Regions from separate parts of the Neogale vison genome. Here region 2 is linked to region 1. A link is a contact called in public Hi-C data. All regions are on one chromosome and are shown on one strand. The core of a region is the stretch at or near the end of the contact, and the rest is flanking DNA. Distances in the headings are between cores, read along the strand shown. Region 1 holds the start of CCDC152 (coiled-coil domain-containing protein 152). Region 2 holds the start of GHR (growth hormone receptor).

Region 1 (3,220 bases), core at 142-2,641:
GATGGGCCTTAAAGTGGGCTTGTTTCAAAAAGCATTATGATATGGGTTACATGGAACATTTAAATCTTCTAATTGGATAGAACCAACAATTGAAAAGGCCACTTTTAATATGTCTGTGTTGCTAATATCAAGGAAAGCTTACCGAGTAGTCAGAAGTTAAAAAAAAAAATTTAACATATATATATATAAACACATATATGAATAGATAACATACATATAAATAATATATATTTTATGTGCAATTAATGAGCTAAAAAACACGAGAAAATGACATTTTAAAAAACATTTTGATGAGCAATGTTTTATCATTAACAGTTTTAAATCCTAAAATTTTAGCTTTGTTATTTAGTCCACTGCTCTTATTTTAAAATTAAAGGGAAGAAGGTGATTGCTAAGATGAATCAACCTTCCCAGATTACTAACTACAGAGAGAGGACTCCATCTCCCATTTCCTCCTTTGACCTAGTTCTCTTGCCACCATGCTATACTGCTTTTCAGATAACGAAGGAAGTATGGATTATCCTATTATAGTCTACATGTATCTGCTTGCCAAATTTTGGTTTTCATAGAAAATGAACTTAGTGAAAACCTATCTCTCATTTCCTACTAAAAAAAAAAGTAGATAGGGGGGCACCTGGGTGGCCCAGTTGGTTAAGCATCTGCCTTCAGCTCAGGTCATGATCTCACAATCCTGGGATGGAGCCCCCACATTGGGCTCCCCGCTCAGTGTGGAGCCTGCTTTTCCCTCTGCCACTCCCCCAGCCTGGGCTCACTCGCTCTCTGTCAGATAAATAAATAAAATCTTAAAAAAGGGGGGAGGGGGCAAAGTTGGCAGTGGATACCATTTCAAACTGCTTTTGACCAAAATTTTTAGATTATACTAATTAATTTTGAATACTTACTTTATGCCAAGAACTGCATTAAGCTCTTTTAAAATGCATCCTTTCCTTTAATTGCTGCAACAGCCCCAGGAGGTAGGCATTATTATTTAATGTCTATTTTACGGATTGGAGGCAGGTATACTTAAAAACTGGCCCAGGATCACCCGGCTGATAAACAAGAGTTTGGGGCTGGAATCCACACAGAGTCTATGCCCCTAACCATTAATTTACCAAGATAAAGCTTTGCAGGTGGGAGAGCAGATCCATCGCCAACCCTGGACCGCATCTCCATCACCTAGCACAGCCTCGGGTACCTCATAAGCCTATTTTGTAAGTTTTCTCGAATAAATATAGTTTATTATTTATTGATTCAACAGCGCTGACTCACTGGTCAACTTAAAGCCAATGTGATTTATTCTTTGATGGCGAAATAATTATGGATCTGGCAGCCACTGGGTGTCGAGTCCTGTCCTAGAAACTAGAGGAAACAACTTAGCGGCACGCGCCAGATGCTTGAGGCGAGCGAGGACCAAGGAGGCAAGCCCGGAGAGGAGGTGGAACGCGGGTGGAGGCGCAGGTGGGGCCAGGAGGGGGCGGGCCCGTTGCTGCGGGAACGGACTTCCGGGGAGGGGACAGCCGTGCGGGGCGGACCTGCACGCGGAGGAGGAGGAGGAGGCGTGGGAAACTTGGGGGACCTGTGAGCCGAGGCAAGTACGCTCCAGGCTTTTGGTCGGTGGGTTCGAAATTCCCACGTTTCCCTCGGAAATTCTTTTCTCCAACCCCCTCACAGTCTCCCAGCCCCGGGCAGCGTTTTGACCCAGCGACTCTCCGCGGCCCGGAGGTACGCAGCCCGCCGTCGAGCTGGGCTCCTCTGGCCCCCGGGACGCGGGTGGAGGGAGCGGCGCCCCGGGCTGCGACTGAACGAATTCAAGGAGGGCTGCGGGGCGGGGAGAAGAGGAGGTTCGGAGCCCGTCCTCTGGGCGGAGCACAGGCCCCTCAGAGCCCCGTGAGGGAAGGGGGACCGGGAGGCCCCACGCTAGTCGGCAGGGGGGTGGGGTGGAGGGCGGGGCAGAAAGTGGGGCTGTCACCCACCTGAGGGGATGTTTGACGCTGGGCCGCGGAGCTCACAAGTCAGTCTCTACTTCTCACCAAAGAATGTGACGGGCACGGAATCACCAGCTTGTCACCTCGTTTCAGGGGCAAGAAGGCCGCATCCACTGCAGAGAAAGGTCGAGGAAATTGGAGGGGGGGGGGAGGCTCTGAAGACACCTCGAAATGCACCCGAAATGCACCCGGTGGCTTTTCAGCCCGTGTGACAAACCCCCACGAGGAAGAGCATGAATATGGGCGATGGTTTTATAAAGAAAAACACTCCAAGAGTCGCATCAGAGCGGAGGAGTTGGGAGATAATCAAGCTGAAATTAAAATGAGTTTAATTCAAGAACTGGGATCTGAGACAGAACCGAAGTAAAAACCTTTTTTATTTAAAATGTTAGGAACCAAAAAGAAAAAAAAAAAAAGATGGGAGGGAAAATTTTGCATTAATTACTTCAAATTATCCTGTAGTTCTGTTAAAGAATAACAGTTTATCAAATAGTGATTTTTAAATTTTACCCCAAAAAGAATTTTGCTGGATTTATGGGATGCTATTACAATTATTCCTCTGCTTTAAAGACCACGTTGTAGCTTCCGAAGGGATTTTGTAGTTTTACTTGAAAATGTGATGAAGGATAATAATTTAATAAACTGAAAATATATAGCTAAAATTCTCTCCCTTAAAAACCACTAATAGTTTTTTTTTTTTTAAAGACTTTATTTATTTATTTGAGAGAGAGAGACAGTGAGAGAGAGCATGAGCGAGGAGAAGGTCAGAGAGCGAAGCAGACTCCCCATGGAGCTGGGAGCCCGATGTGGGACTCGATCCCGGGACTCCAGGATCACGCCCTGAGCCGAAGGCAGCCGTCCAACCAACTGAGCCACCCAGGCGTCCCACCACTAATAGTTGTTAATGACATATAATATCAAAAAGAGAAAGGAAATAGGATTTCTTTGCGATGTAACAAATTTTAGAGCAACGCCTGTTTTGAGGGACCTCATTTTAAACAAGAATATGACCCCTAAAATTACTGTAGGTAATTACTTTAGGAATTTACTTACCTTTTACTTTGGACTAGCTGCTGCTGCCACTTTCACACACCAAGCACTGGCACATGCTCTTTCCTCCGTCTAGAACGACTACATTTCAAATTTGTAGTTTCTCCTTCCAGTTTGCTTGTGAAAAGCCTAAAGACAAGTGTCCCATACTTTTTTAGACTGTATTAATCCTAATTCTTCTAGAC
Region 2 (3,284 bases), core at 178-2,677, 280 kb before region 1:
CCCTCTGCCTGCTGCTCCCCCTGGTTGGGCGTGTGCGCTTTCCCAGAAAATAAGTAAATAAAATCTTTTTTAAAAATTAAAAAAATAGGAGTCTCTTCTGTGACATCTGCTGCCCCCCATCTTCAGCTGTGCTCCTTCCTGACTCCTTGCCGAGAACCATTCACATGTGCTCCTCTCCACACCCCGGGCATCTTTTATTCCAGGGCTAAAAATCTTAAGTTTCTTTAGATTAAACATTTCTCTCTGGTTATAAACTTGGCTTTGTGTCTGGGAGCCCTGTAATAACAACAATAAAAAAAAAGTCATTTAGTAAGCCGAAGCTGTTAGAAGCTGTTAGATAAATGGCATTACAACTGGCTGTCAGGAGTAAAGTAAATAGTAAAAAGATAGCATGACTGGCTGGTCCTTCAGACCACAAGCTGGAACTGGACTTTTGTACTTTCTGCTGAGAAAAGCAAGAGGTGCCTGGGAGTGGGAGTCTTTACCACATGACACGCTTCTGCACAACGACAGTAACTTTCTGAAACACTCTGAGCGCTTCTCCTCTCACTTTATTTCCGTACAGTGCAATGAGGGGGACAGGCTCGGGTTTGACAGATGAGCTGTGCCCTGCGCAGGACAGTTAAACACAGGGCCAGTCCTCCGGCTGAGGCCTGTGTCCGGACACCCTGCACCTTAGCGCTCTGGCTTTGGGACATAACGTCTCTGCTCAGATGCCTCGGGTTTTCCGGCAAATTACATCTCTCTTTTCTACCCTCCCTACTTTTAACTATCTTTCCACCCAGGGAGCACGCGTTTGGAAAGCGGTTGCAGGTGGAGAGAGGCAAGTTCAGTTGGCTAATCACGCCTTCCAAGCTATCCGGCTCGCTTTTCCCCCCATTCCGGCAGAGAGCTAACTTGAAGCGCTCCTTTGCATTTGTTGGCTGCACTTAATGCTCTTTTAGGTCCTGCCTTCTTTTTGGGAACAGCGGTGGGCGGAGAGGAAGGAAGCGTCCTGCAACGACCAATACTTTCCTCTAGGAGGAGCCGCGCGGCCCAGAAGAGAGTGACACGCACCAACTCCAACTCCTTGGCGGGGAACGCTTCATCCCAGCTCCTCGGAATGCCTGGCCCGGACCGCGCTCCGCGCCTCCGCAGCGGCTCTCGAACCCGTCGCCCCGAACTCCCGCTTCCCCTCGCCGCTGCAGCCCGGGTCGCGGGGGCGGCGGGCCGGGCCCGGCGTGACCCCTGGTGAGCGGCGGCCGCCGTTTCCCACCCATCCCCTCCCGTCCTCCTTTCCCGTTTCACCCCGCCCCCTCCTCCTCCCCAAGCCTGACAGCCCGCGAGCTGCCAAGCAGGGCGCAGCCATGGGAAGAGGAGGCGGTCTAGGGAGCGGCGGCGGCGGCGGCTGGAGCGGCGGCGGCGGCGGCGGCTGCTGCTGAGCCGAGGCGGCGGCGGGGACTCCGGGCTGGGGCCGCGCAGGCCGGAGGCCCCCGCGCCCTCGGCCCCAGCGCGGCAGCGATCCCGCGCTCTCTATCCGGAGGCGAGACTCGGAGGTACTGGAGCGGGGTAGGGCCCTCAGGGAGTCGTGTTCTTCTTTTCCCCCTTTTGTGCCTGGGGCCCTGGGAGTGGACCAGTTGTTTATGAAAGTGGGGCTCTGGCTTATGTATTTAACAGGAATCTTTTTTTTTTCCCCCGGGGGACTTGGAGGTTGGTTATGCTTTCCTCCTCCTCGCGAAGAAGTTGTTTGCGGGCGGGTTGTTGTAACCCGATCCACGCTATGGATGCGCGCGCGCGCGCGTGTGTGTGTGTGTGTGTACCTTGGTGGTGGGCGTCAGGGAGTTGGGGGCGATAGGCGAACCATCCCACGCTGGCGCCTGCTGTGACCAGTGTTTGCGGTGCCTGGAGGGGCTTCCTCTGAAGCCAGTATTGTTAAAGTCCTAAAAGTTTTGCGAGTGCTGCTCTTTGACCACGTCAGCCGGGCTGGGGCAGGAACGGCTGAGGCTGCGGCCGGCGAGCGAGGAGAGGTCCCTGGCGGCGCGGCCGGAGGAGAGGGGAGGTCGTTCGGCTGTGCGCGTCGATACCGCGCGCTCCTCCCCAAAGCGCACCGCCCTCTGAGCGTTTGTGCAGACTGCAGTCACGCTTTGGCACCGGCGGAACTGGGGTTAGTAGAGTCGCGGCCACCGGTCCCCGGGAGCTGGAGTGGGTAGAGACGGCGTGGCGAGCCGAGCACCCTCAGCCCCGGACACAGTCGTGGCTATGAAATCAACCAGGCTCAAAGTTTGGACAGAGCTGCCCGAGGCATGAGAGCTGCGGGTGAGTGGGGGAGCCGCGCGTCTGGGGAGAGGGTGCTGGCGGCGTGCGCAGGGTGCCGGGCAGGGTCACCCACTCGCGGGTGCGTGGGGGAGTCTATTTTGGGGTGAGTGCTTTGTTTATAACCCGAGTGGGGACGCCTCCTCCGGCGTGGCTGCGGGATTTGTTAACCTGGCTCCGGGTGTGTGCGCTGTACGGGTGTACGTGAGCGCTGTGTGTGTGTGTGTGTGTGTGTGTGTGCGCGCGCGCGCGCGCGTGTGTGTGCTCCTGGGGAGGCGTGTCGGCGCCTGAGCCAGTAGGGTGTGCAGGGAGGAGGTGGACGGGAGGAGGAGGCCAGAGAGGTGCCGCCCGCCCGTTTGTGCAGCCTGGAGACCTTGGAAGGGACAGGGAAAGGTAACGGGAGGCCAGAGGGTTGGGAAGTTGCAGGAGTCCTGCAAAGGATTTAAATACCACGGACTCTGAAAACACTAAACCCCTTGCCTTTGAGGAGCTGCGGGCTGGAGGTGGAGGTTCCTGGAACTCTCCTGAGACTTGGGATCGAGGACGACGGTTTTATGACATGGGTGTATGTGTAGGTACAGAACCCTGGAGGTCCAGATCCAAGTTGGAGCTGCAGGTCTGAGATTCCCGAGGTGGCGCTGTGCACAGTCCAGAAACTAGATGGTCTCTGGGGTGTTTACCTTTATAATCCCTGGCACGTGTGCCTGGAAAGGCACTCACCTTTCTCCATACATGTTGTGGCAGCTGTGCCGTGGGCAATTGGTGTTCTAGGCTAGTTTCCACCTGGGTCACCCTGCAAGTCCTTTTTTCTGGGGGTGCCAAGGTATATAGACCTTGGAGGTAATTAGTGTGAAATATTTTCCAGAAATTAAAATGCTGGATAGAAGCAAAATAAAATGATTTAGTATACAGGATTGTTGGTTCCGTCTTTTCTGTGATTGGGGATGCTGTTTCCTTTTGAGAAGAACTTGGTGCTCCCATATTAGATTCCA

What was found. A called contact is a pair of places that touch in the nucleus more often than the background predicts.
Region 2: a contact with region 1 is called in a Hi-C map of fibroblasts, with 7 times the contacts expected there. The contact joins the promoter of GHR here to the promoter of CCDC152 in region 1. A contact is called at or near these places in 2 of 3 Hi-C or Micro-C datasets (fibroblasts and muscle).

The regions. Positions count from the first base shown.
Region 1 is chr1:283,268,335-283,271,554 of ASM_NN_V1, reverse strand. It overlaps CCDC152 (coiled-coil domain-containing protein 152), which reads left to right and starts at 1,391. Exons shown (of 12, transcript XM_044232365.1): 1 at 1,391-1,469; 2 at 1,472-1,656; 3 at 1,658-1,790; 4 at 1,793-1,841. The coding sequence starts at 1,391.
Region 2 is chr1:283,551,325-283,554,608 of ASM_NN_V1, reverse strand. GHR (growth hormone receptor) reads left to right here and starts at 1,427. Exons shown (of 10, transcript XM_044232381.1): 1 at 1,427-1,535.